Linked DNA regions of Mus musculus: region 1 is linked to region 2. The links are chromatin contacts, called in public promoter capture Hi-C maps. All regions are on one chromosome and are shown on one strand. The core of a region is the stretch at or near the end of the contact, and the rest is flanking DNA. Distances in the headings are between cores, read along the strand shown. Region 1 holds the start of Glyctk (glycerate kinase). Region 2 holds the start of Slc25a36 (solute carrier family 25, member 36).

Region 1 (6,188 bases), core at 843-3,342, 9.0 Mb after region 2:
GGGCCACTGGCAATCACTTCCAAAGGGTCCCCAATCACATCTGACAAGATGAGGCTTATCACCTAGACAAAGGCCACAAAATAAGGTTCAGTCTTGCCTCCTCCGTGTTCCGGGGCCCTTAAGGACAAACTGGGCCTGGGTATACAGCATCTGGTATGCTTCCTTGCCCACATCTACCCACATCTTGCCACTTTCAGGTGGGCTGGCAGAACACCTAACCAGAAAGCCTCCCTCTTACTCTCTCTAGGCTTCCTCCCAGGACTTTCCAGGCCAGGCCCCTGCCAACTCATATGTTGGCTTAAGCTCTCATCTCCCTGTCACGTGTTGGGAACCCAGGGCCTACTGAAGAAGTGATTAGTGCACCTGAGCAGGATAGGCAGCCTGAGCCAGCCCTCCACCCTTCAGCTGCGACAGGGCCTTGCGGATGGTGTTCAGCTCCTGGATCGTGGCTCCTCGGGCTGCCAGCAGCTTGGTGAGCATCTGTTTCTCCTCCAGTGTGACAGGTGGGATAGGAGCAGGCAGCAGGGCTGAGCCCCCACCTAAAGTCAGTGAGAGTGTCAGGGAGAGGAGACAGCCCGACCCAGAGAACCAGGCAAGCCATAAGGAAGGTCCTCTAAGAAGGTGGGGTTACAGTGCCCCCTTGTGGACACAGAGTGAAGTTGTCCCCTAGTAGGGGTATACCAGATCCCAGGAGAAGCTTGCTAGCAAAGTGCTTGCCTAGCCTGTGTGAAGCCCTGAACTCTATCCCCAATACCCCCCAAAAATTTTTGTTTTTAAATTTAACTAAGAAAGAGCAAGAAAAAACAGCAAATAAGCAAGAAGAGAGATCCATGGGGTCTGGAAACTCAGCTTCAGGAGCACGAATGACACCGCTGCAGACAGCAATGTCTTCCAAAGGTTCTGATGTGTGTCAGTGTTAGTACCCAGCTGTGCCTTCACCATTACAGATGTTCAACAGGGTGAACTTCCAGCTGAGGAGAGGTGACCAACCTGACACCACTCACTAGGTACCCTCCAGGTTCCTCACTGTCTGCCATGGTCCTGACTTCACCCTGTGACCATATGGTACTCGGGGCACCCCTGTCGGCTGGTCCCACACCTGAGATGAGCACCAGCAGCAGGTCATCTGCAGTGAGCCCCTCTGCCAGCTGCTGGATGGTCAGCGCGGCCCGGAGTGCATCCCGATCCGGTAAGTTGTCCTCGGCGCCCTCGAACACCTGGATGCGGCTGTGTGGCTTCAGCAGCATCTCTCTGAGAAGGGAGAAGGGATGGGGGTGGGCTCCTCTCCTCCGACCTGACTTCTCAGCTGTACAGGTGAAAGCGGCCCACTGATAACCCATTTAGAAACCAGGCCAGACCCAGGAGATAGGGAGATCAAAGAGGAAGGGAGGTGTTCTTCCAAAGGACAGTAGAGGGCGTCCCCCTGCGCCCATAGACTCTTACTTCTTTCCAGCATGTTCCATAGCGGCTCGGATCCCCTTGGGTACGCTGATCACACCCTGCACAAGATGCTGAGCCAGCAGCTCCTCGGCAGCAGCTGCCATGCCCAGTACGGCCTTGCCGAAGCCCACTAGGTAGAGGTTTTCCCGCAGCTGGAAAGTCCGGTCCCGCACCTTCAGCTGTCTGCCACTAGGATCCAGGGACAGTGTCCTCTGCAGCATGGGGCCTGGCTGCACAGCACCCACTGCACTATCAAACAGCTGCCGTGCCTGTTCTGCCAAAGCCATACCACTGGTCATCCGGGCCACTGGGGGCCCCCAGAGGAGTGGACGGGATGGGGCTCGGAGGAGACAGGGCAAGACCTGTAGGGCCGCAGCCATGCCCCGCTTCTCTCAGCACAGCCTCGTGTCCATAGCTGCCTAGAGAGGGAGGAGAAGGAGTGAGGCCACGGACAGAACCCCACCATCCATCATGGCCACCCCTCCGAGGGCTCAGGACTGGCGGACTCCATAACCTGAAATGAAACCTGGAGAAGTCATGAAGCCTGCAGCAAACCTGATCTTACACCAGCCCTGAAAGCCCAGCCCTGATGCCCAGCCACGTCCTCTTCTGTAGACCACACACCAGTCTTCTGGACACTCTGCTCCAAGTCCAAAGTTCCTGTTAAGTGGACCTTCCTCCTAGGTCACCTCCTTTGCCTAGAAGTTAATCATTCATGAAGGACGCCGTTCCTACCAGCAGGCCCCTGGGCCATTCTTCTTCCACATCCTGTACTTCCAAAGCCCTCACACCACGGCAGTGCCCCCTTTCTGGCATTTATGCCTTAGACGTTCCTTTACCACTTCTACTGCCAAGAAAAAAAAAAAAAAAGGCTATTGGTTGTCTAGCCAACTGACCCGGAGTCCATTGACCTCTAGCCTGCTCTGTTAGCTCATACAACCAGTCTGGCAAAGCTGGGTCCATGTGGAAAGGCTGCAGATTTACCAGTGCACACAGCCTAAGGAAGCTCAGGACTCAGGCTAGTTCAGCAAGTGGTCCAGGCACGAATCAAGAGTAACCACAAATCTCACTCAAGGTCAGACCTTCAGCAAGTCCCCAGGTTATAAGCAAAAGGACATGTGCTATGGGGCTCAATCTATAGGACAAGACCAGACACCCTTGTCCCCATACAGCTGGTCATGATCAGCCTTGCCAGGAACATCCCTTTCTGGCTCCATGATAGCAAAAAACAAGTCCTGAGTTACACCCTTCACAACAAAAACAGCCCAGTGCTAGAGCAGGCAAAGGCCGGGTTCCAGTAATGAAGCCCAAACAATCATTTTCTCCACTGGGCAGAGTGAAGGACAGAAAGGTCTTGGGGTAAAGGTCGGGAAGCTACAGCGTAACTATACAGGAACAATAAAAGACTCAGCTGCAAAAAGATATCTAAGTTTAGGGACAGGAGGGTACTGAAGACTGTGCCCGGGCTGTCCATGTAACGAGCGAGCATGCGCTCTACCACTGAGCTACATTCAAGCCCCTAAAAAGGTAGAAAGACAACTGTATCCGTAAGCATGGGTGGAAGAGGGCGGAGTCTAGGGATGGGGTTCTAGCTTTTTTTAAAGCGTGTATTAGTATATCTTTTCTCACACTGAGCTCATTTGCAAGATGTGGGACACAATGAAGCCTAACTCTCACTTTTCAAGGGAACTTGAAAGTGTAGTCCTGTGGGAGAGACCTTCCCTAGCATGCATAAAGTCATCCAGTTCTCCATAGTGCTTGGGAGACTGACGCTCGTATTTTCCTGACACCTAGGGCTTTCTGATTCTCTGTACAAGCTGACAGAGAAAACTCCAGGTAACAGTTTATCCCACTCCTAAACAACGTAGCGCCTGCCAAACCTCCGCCATTTAGCCTTGTAGTTCCCAGCTAGCTTTCCCAGAAACTACTGTTTGTAAAAAGGAATACACAGGGCACTGCCGCGGGACGCCTGCAAACATGTTCAGTTTTCATGTATGGGATTCCCCGGGCTTGGTACTAAACACATCTTAGCATCCAAAACATAAAGCTCAGTCCTAGGTGAATTTTGTATCTCTTTCCCAGAAGGGCAAAAGCCTAGAAGGTCCCTATTAGAATTCAAGGGAAAAAAAAAGTTCAAGTCCAAAATTGCCAAATTAAGTACTGGGTGTTTGGTGAAATTTGAATTTTGGATAAGTAATTTTTTATTATAACTATGACCAGTATATTTTGGATTATTTCTAACTAAAAATTACGTTGTGGTAAGTCTAAAGTTAATTGGACGACTTGCATTTTCAGGAGCCAAATTCCCAACTCTAAGACACTACACCTTCCCAGCTCCAGTGCACCCGCCTTGGTAAGTGAGGATAGGCGAAGACCAGGCTCGACTCCTCCCGGAACCAAAGCGGAGCTGACATCAAGTCCGGAATTGGCCAACCGCCAGGTGACCGGAAGTGACGTCTCCTGAGCCTGAGCCTGTGATCTTCTCGAGGGAAATGTTGCCGTGTAGTGCAAGATGTCGCAAGATTAAGGGGTTGCTGTCGCCTGGATCGGTCTCTGTCCGGGCCAGGAACGACTTCCAAGTACCATTTATTTGCTTGAGACGCAAACTCACCTTCCCGCAGCTTCTGGCGCTGGAGACCGGAAGTACTCTGTGGGTGGGGATTAACCCGGAAGTGGCTGGTCTGAGATCTCCCTAGAGACCGAGAACCTGGTTTAGAACTTTCCGGCCTCACTGACACTCAGAGAAAACCTGAAAAGAGGCGAGTGGGGGGCTCTGGTTTCTGTGTTCTGTGTGATTTGTAATGAGCCTTCCCTGTTCATCCTGTTAGATCTAGTCCACCGTTAAATACACCCTGAATTCTTGTTCGGTTCCGAACAGGGCTGAACATCAGCGAGCGCTACAACACACCCCTCTAGAAAGCGATTTAAAGACATCCATGACAATTCATTGATGCTTACCTCTTTTCTCCGTAAGCCACCACATACAGCTAACTCAGCAAAAGATTTCTGTTGGGTGATTTTTGAACACACGAGCAAAATGACTGTAAACAAAATGACCCCTAAGTCTTTTCTTCCTCCCTACCCTTGCTCTCACATTGTGTCCACTATGATCCAGTCCTGCCTTTTTCCCACATTCAAAAATCAACTATTGGCTGGGCTCCAAAATCCTTTACTGATGGAAAGGATTGTTTCAAACGTGTTTCCTTTAAAAGGTTGTTTTGTTTTGTTTTGTTTTTTTAACCTCGACTCCTACCACATACACAGACACACTTTGTAGCCTAGGCTGACTTCAAGTTTATGATCCTACTGCCTCAGGCTCCTGAGTACTAAAGTCGCAGGTGTGTACTGCTGTGTAATTGAGAAGCTCAATCAGGACCCCACTACACCCCACCCCACACGCTGTCTAAATTTCCTTATTATGTGCCACTTCCTCCACTCCACATTACCTCTTTTCCTTTTGTGAAATCCCTTCCATTTTGCAACTGAAGACATTGCTGTTCCCTGTCAGTCTTAGCAGCCCAGTGGAGTCCTGTTTCAAAATCCTTTAAAAAAGAAAGAAAGAAAGAAAGAAAGAAAAAAAGAAAGAAAGAAAGAAAGAAAGAAAGAAAGAAAGAAAGAAAGAAAGAAAGAAAGAAAGAAAGAAAAGAAAGAAAGGTAAAAAGAAAGAAGAAGGGGAAAAGAAAATTGCAGTTTCTGTTTGTACGGAGGGCAATAGAAATACATAAGAATTAGATCAACTCAGGGGCTGGAGAGATGGCTCAGCGGTTAAAAGCACTGTCTGCTCTTCCAGAGGACTTGAGTTCAATTCCCAGCAACCACATGGTGGCTCACAACCATCTGTAATGGGATCTGATGCCCTCTTCTGGTGTGTCTGAAGACAGCTACAGTGTACTCATATAAAAAATAAATAAATCTTAAAAAAAAAAAACAGACATAAAAGATGTAGAAGTCAACTTAAAAAAAAAAAGAATTAGATCAACTCAATACCATGCAGTAGGTTTCATTGTCTTGCTATCAGATGCATCTTGTGACTAGATTAGGGATAGCAGTGGAGTATTTTTTAAAAATGGATACAGAGAGCTGGAGAGATGTTTCAGTGGTTGTGAGCATTTGTTACTCTGTTCCTAGCACCCAAGGGGTTTACAACTATCCCTAGATCTCCAGTTCCAGAGAAGCTGATGCCCTCTTCTGGCCTCCTCGGGCACCAGGCATTCATGTGGTGGACATATACATGTGAGGCAGAACACATACATAAGGAAGTCTTTCCCTTTTTAGTGGAGACAGGGCTGGGAATGTAGCTCGGCTAATGGAGGACTTGCTTAGCAGGCACAAGGCCCTGGTCTGATCCCCAACATCACCTAAACCAGGCTTCGTGGTACATGCCTATAATCTCCACAGTTAGGAGAATCAAGAGCTCAAAGCCATCCTTGTCTGTGGAGTTTAAGGTCAGTCTGGGATGTGTAAGACCTTGTCTCAAAAGAAGTGGGGGAACTGAAGAGATATGTAGAGCACTTACTACTCTTCCAAAGGATGGGGGTTCTATTCCAAGCACCCTCATGGCAGCTTACAGCCATCTCTAATTCCAAATTCTAAGGAAGCCAGTGCCCTCCCCCTTCCTGCCTCTTAGGGCACCAGTACTGTGCACTTAACATACATGTGGGCAAAACACTCATACACACACACACAATTTAAAAATAAGTTAATTTTAAAAATAGATGGATAGTACCTGAGGAATAACACCCAAGGTT
Region 2 (6,100 bases), core at 702-3,201:
ATCCCGTACATAATAATTCTCCATTCCAGCTCTCAACTGAAACAAAAAGCCTACATAGAATGGCCTAACTTCACAAGTGTTTATAAACACAGTGATGTCCTAGTACAACTGGAAAAATCCACATTCAGACTAACATTTATATCCTACACATGCATGTGCTTTAACAAAACTTACACACACACATATGCCTGGACAAAGAATAACAAAGGAGCCACGCAAGGGCTCTAGAAGAGACCATTGTCAACTCTGCTCTACAGGAGAAGTGATTAAAGACTTCTATTTCTTAACTCAAAACAAATTAAAATACCAACCTGAACTACATCTATGGTCTTCTAACTTTCAGAAGATCTAACTACAAGTAGAAATCCAACTACAAGATGCTATCCTTACTTTCTCCTACTCCGCCCCCCCCCCCAACACACACACTCGGAGAAAGAGGGGGGAGGAGAGAGGGAAAGAGAGATTAATAAAATGTTCTAAGGGACCAGGCAGTGGTGGCACACACCTTTAATCCCAGCACTTTGGAGGCAGAGACAGGCGGATTTCTGAGTTCGAGGCCAGCCTGGTCTACAGAGTCAGTTCCTGGACAGCCAGGGCTACACAGAGAAACCCTGTCTCGAAAAACAAAAACAAAACAACAGAAAAAAAAATGTTCTAAGGGCCCGAGGATGGAGCCCAGTGGCAGAGAACTTGACTAGCAGGTGCCAAGTACAGGTACTGCAGAAATTAAATTAGCCCTTTACTGGCAGGAAGCATTTTAGAAACACAAAAGGCAAACTGCTCCTCATAAAATTAGTAGTTGCTTTAATGGCAGAATAGTGGACCGTTCAAAATTGGTGAATCATAAATGTTGAATGAAATGTGTGACAACAATGTAAAGTACTGTCATATTGGCAACAGAATCTCCACACATTAACTCAAAGCAAACAACCATGCAAAGAATGCATACATATATGTATGTATCCCTTAAAGTGGCTGATCCAAGAATCAAACCACCAAACTTTAAAATACTACTTTATTCTGTTATATAGGTTAAAAAGTTAATTCACCATAGCGATTTTTTGTGACAACTTTATAGTCTTGCAGGTAAAAGTCTTAACGTTGCTCTATTATTTCTCTAAATAACTGGGAAGGAACATATCGAATGGAGGAACAAACTTGGCTCAGCAAAATGGCTGTAGCTGGGGGATCAGCAAACCAGACTTCGGGCTCCACACTAATCCTGTACACATATATAATGATTTCATTTAGTAGTCGCCTTCTCTCAAACCATCCATACCCCTTCTCCAAAGCAGGCAGTGCTGAAGGGTCGGGGGGGGGGGGGAGGGGGTTGCCTTCCCATCTCAAGAAAAGAAAAGAAAAGAAAAGAAAAGAAAAGAAAAGAAAAGAAAAGAAAAGAAAGAGAGATTGATTGATTTCAAAGTCACTGCCACTTTTGCACCATCTCCCGCAAACCGGGGCAGGCAAGGGAGAGAAAATTTTCCGAAGCTGGAAATAACCTCTGCGCACCGCGGGCGAGCACTGCAACGCCTTCCCCGCCGGCTACGACGCCGGCCAGCAGCAAAGGCGCAGCGGCGGCCGGAAACAAGGTCGCCCGCGAACGTGGGCAACGTGAGGCCCAGTCGTGCGGGACGGGGAGGCCGAGCCTGCTCCCATTTTGTCGCCATGGCCGAGCCTCCTCCGCGAGGTCCGGGTCCGTGTGCCTCCGCTGTCGCGCAGTACCGGACGAGCTAGGCCGCGACTCACGCCCTGCCCCCGCCCAGGCTCGGCGTGGCCTTCGCAGGCCCGTGGCCTCCAGCCCGCGCGCCCCAGCGACCTTACCCCCCGGCAAACAGATGCACCAGCGTGTCCCTCTGGCTCATTCTCTCTTCTGCATGTCCTCCGGGAGTAGAGGCGGGACGCGGACCCAGCAGGCCGCCACGGCCAGCGGCGAGGGCCAAGAAGGGGGACGCAAGGGAGTGGGCGGAGCCGCCGCTGCGGAAGGCCACCCGCGAACCCACCCCACGGGGTTCCTGCTCCAGCGAGCTCCGTCGGACTGCGCAGTGAGAGTCGTGAGGAGTCGGAGGTCCCTACATAAACAGAAGCTCCTATTGGCTTAGGCCGCGTGACGTCACGAGGTTCGCACGCCTCTTTCACGTGATCGCCCAGGGGGCTCTTCAATGAAGGGCCGTGGGGCAGGACGGGAATGCTTGCTGGTGCGTAGTGGGTCGGCTCGCACTCTCATCCGATGCGCTGATCAGCAGGTCGCTCAGCCCTCGCCACTTAACCTGCGCTGGCCGGCTCTTGACGATCTAGGATAAAACCCTAGCGGCCCAGGGCCACAGCAAGTTTTTGGGTTTAGAACTGAGCCTTTCTGTTTCCCCGTGTTTGCCTTGGAAATCACTTGTGCGAATATACTCGCTTGCACTCTCACAAACAGCACGGCATTAAACATGATCATTAAACATAAGCGTTAAATTGGGATCTGTTGTGGAGTGGCGAGATAAATCGGGTTTTTTTGGTTTTTTTTTTTTGTTTGTTTTTTGTTTTTTGGTCAGGAAAGAGATGCAAAATCTCACTTTGAGACCAACCCTGGCTGCTCTCTGGGGCTTGCCCTCCAACTCAGAGACCTGTGCAAGCCTTAGACTCCCAAGTGAAGGGATTAAAGGCGGTCCACACTCTGTGGAACATTCCTGAGATGGAATGCTGACGGAGAATTCCTGACAGGTCTAAGGTAGAGTCACATGAGGGAAAAGTGTTCAATAAAAGGCAAGTAGATTAAAATGTGAAGGTTTACTACAGGAATAAACCAGCTACTTATTTTACTAATCAACACATTTCTTACATGTATATGTTGGACTAGGGAAAGTTTTCTTTCTCTAGAAAATGGCCATTATTTCAATTTTTTGTTAACTGCTTATTTGCAAGGTACAGATGAATCGTCAAAATAAAATAAATAGATATCAATATGCTAATCACACAGAAGGAACAGAAATATATCTCATTATTTCTTTCTCTTCATCCCCCTCCCCCATAAAACTGCCCTTCCATTTGCAGGGGCCCCATCACCCTTTCCAGCCCACATGAAATTTTCCAGAGCCACTTACGGGCACAACTTGACAAAATTCTAACTGCTTTAGCTCTCTCCGTGTTGTCCGGCAACTAAATTCCTACAAAACGTACAGACTGCAAATGTCCATGCCACTGTAAAGGACTGAGTGTGTAAATTACTTAAAGCATTTCAGCAGTGCAGAGTGTTCCTTATCTGATTATTATTGTTGGGGGAGGGGCACTGCAACCAAAGTCCTTGGCCCAGGGCTTACCCAACTCACCCCCAGTACAGCCTGACTTCTGAGCTTTACTGTTGAAATGAGAACAGTCTATTAGAGCGGGAAAGGATGACAAAGGGGCAAAACTGGAAGAGCGGACACAAAGAGTGACGACAACCCTAGCCAAATGACAAAGATTTCCGCAAGACATCCAACGGGTATTTTCTTTATATGGCAGTTGTGTTGAGACACAACTCCCAGGACACATGTCTCTTTAAAATGTGTGGTTTAGCCGGGCAGTGGTAGCGCACAACTTTAATCCCAGCACTTGAGAGGCAGTGGCAGGTGGATTTCTGAGTTCGAGGCCAACCTGGTCTACAGAGGTAGACAGAAGGACAGCCAGGGCTACACAGAGAAACCCTGTCCCGAAAAAGTATATATATATATATATATATATATATATATATATATATATATATATATATATATATATATATATATATATATATATATATATGTGTGTGTGTGTGTGTGTGTGTGTGTGTGGTTTGGTGGGTTTTAGTATATTTTCCTGGTTGTGTAGCCCTCACCGACCTATTTCCCGACCGCTTCCTCACCCACAATGCAGCCACGTGTTTGTTAGGAGTCGCTCCCATTCGCCCCTCCTCTTCCCTAGAAACCACTGATCTAGTTTCTATCCCTCTGGTTTTGTCTATGCCGCACATTACTTATAAATAAATACATATTTTTAAAAATGGTGTGTGGCCTTTGGTGTGAGGAATTTTTCACTAAAAGTGTCTTCGAAATCCACTCGAGTGTTGCTGCAGGATGGATGCTTCGTTCCCTTTCACGGCAGAACCTCGTTGCTTGACTGAATACTTGACTGATCGGTATTCAGAGAACGAGCCCTTGTTTCCACTCTGAGGCTGTCCCCAACGCTGCGGCTGTGAACAAGTTCTATGGGCATGTTCTTGTACCATCACAGTTATTCCTGGGTCGGTGACAAGACAGTGTTGCTGGTCCCCTTTCTGTCTCTCTTGGAGGCCACTGTGGGTGCAGACCCAGCACATTGTGCTAATTCGGGCGCCGTCCTCTGGGGCACCGCTGCTGAAGTCTATAAGGACTCAGGCTTGAGCAAACCGCCAAGCCTGCTGGGTTCACAGCACTGTCATCGCCTTCTTTATCTCTCCGGATAGAACACTGCTTCACTGAATTCTTTCCATAGGCCCCGTTGTCCTTTCTAGAAGCTTTTACGAGCTTTCCTGAAGGCCGGTATTAGGGCCAGGTGAATGGAGCCAAAGGAAACGTTCCCCCAGTTTACCCATCCCCCTTCTCAATCTCTACCAAGAGGACTTCTGGGAGATACAATCTTTTAGTGAGGAGGGACCAAAGTGATCTTCTCTGTCACGATAGTTGGTCACAAGTACTTCAAAAACAGAGGCCTCACCTTCCTGACTAACAATGGTTTCTAATTTCAATTGCTAAAGAGTTGAAGAAAGTTCTTAGTAGCTAGAGAGTGGGGGTGGGGTAGGGCACAGCTAGACAGAGGTCTTCTTTTCTTCTCTGTTTTTCTGTTATTTTTATTTCTTGTAGGTTAAGAAAATTTAATCGGGCGGGGGGGGGGCGCTTGTTTTTATTTTTGTTTTTTTGAGACAGGGTATCTCTGTGTAGCCCTGGCTGTCCTGGAACTTACTCTGTAGACCAGGCTGGCCTCGAACTCAGAAGTCGGCCTGGCTCTGCCTCCCAATTCCTGGGATTAAAGGCCTGTGCCACCACTACCCAGCGGTTTAGAAATTCTTAAAAGCTTCAGCCCTTAAAACAACAGTTTTAAGTGTTTGGTGGGGTTTTGTTGTATGCGGTTGTATTGTTGTGGTAAAACACCATAACCAAAAGCAACTTAAGCAAGAAGGGGGTTTATTTCAGCTTAGGGTTCCAGAAGAATAAGCGTGCATCACGGTGGAGAGGCCTTGCTACTGGCATGACAACTGAGCAGGAAGCCGAGGACTCACAGCCTCAGTGGTAGCCTTGGAAGCAGGCAGCCAACTGGGTGCGGCCCAGGTCTTCTTATGCCAAAGCCTGCTCCCAGTGATGTACCTTCTCCAGTAAGGCTTTACCGCCGAACCTCTCCAAACAGTGCCGCCAACTGAGGACCGAAGTATCACATGCCGGAACTATGGGGGGCATTCTCATTCAAACACCACAAAGGTGAAGCAGGTCGTCTTTTATGTGCCTTTTCTTTGCTTTTCTGTCCTCCTCCTTGCCCTCCTCCTCTCCCTCCTCCTCCTCTTCCTCTTCTCTCCCTCTCCCCATGGGGTCTCTTGCATCCTGGCTGCTCTTCAACTTACTACATATCTGATGGTGACCTTGAACTTCTTTCTGATCCTGACTCTACCTCCCAAGTGCTGGGATCACAGTTGTATGCCTCCACGCCTGCTTTTTATGTAGTCTTGTGATTTGAAGTACAGTTGCTGATAGACCCCAGGGCTCCATGCATGCTCTGCAAACACTCCCAGGGCTCCATGTGTTCTCCGCAAGCATTCTGCCAACTGAGCCACATCCCAGGCCCTAGTTTTACTTTTAGCAGTAAGTTAATGCGGAAGGGTTTAAAGAAAAAAAAATTAAAATCTTCTTGTCAGTGTCTTTTCCCACATCCTACTTTAAAGTGGAAACCATTGTCAATAGCTGGGTGACTATCCCTTCAGATACTTTTCGCCGAAATGATGATAATCTCGAAGTACTTCATATTTATACAGCACTCTGTATGGCTAGACCTTGATTGCCCTTTTAAGTTACAATTGACATGTAATAAACCATACCCGTTACACAATATAGTTTGGTGATTTGTATGTGTA

The links. Promoter capture Hi-C pulls out the DNA fragments that hold promoters and counts their contacts.
Region 1: a promoter capture Hi-C map of erythroid cells shows a contact between it and region 2, with 62 times the contacts expected there. The contact joins the promoter of Glyctk here to the promoter of Slc25a36 in region 2.

Annotation. Positions count from the first base shown.
Region 1 is chr9:106,156,046-106,162,233 of GRCm38.p6, forward strand. Glyctk (glycerate kinase) reads right to left here and starts at 2,093. Exons shown (of 4, transcript NM_174846.4): 1 at 1,444-2,093; 2 at 1,100-1,251; 3 at 364-539; 4 at 1-62. The coding sequence starts at 1,820. D030055H07Rik (a long non-coding RNA gene) reads left to right here. Exons shown (of 7, transcript XR_003948237.1): 5 at 248-472; 6 at 948-1,189; 7 at 3,736-4,654.
Region 2 is chr9:97,109,090-97,115,189 of GRCm38.p6, forward strand. Slc25a36 (solute carrier family 25, member 36) reads right to left here and starts at 1,952. Exons shown (of 7, transcript NM_138756.4): 1 at 1,822-1,952. The coding sequence starts at 1,862.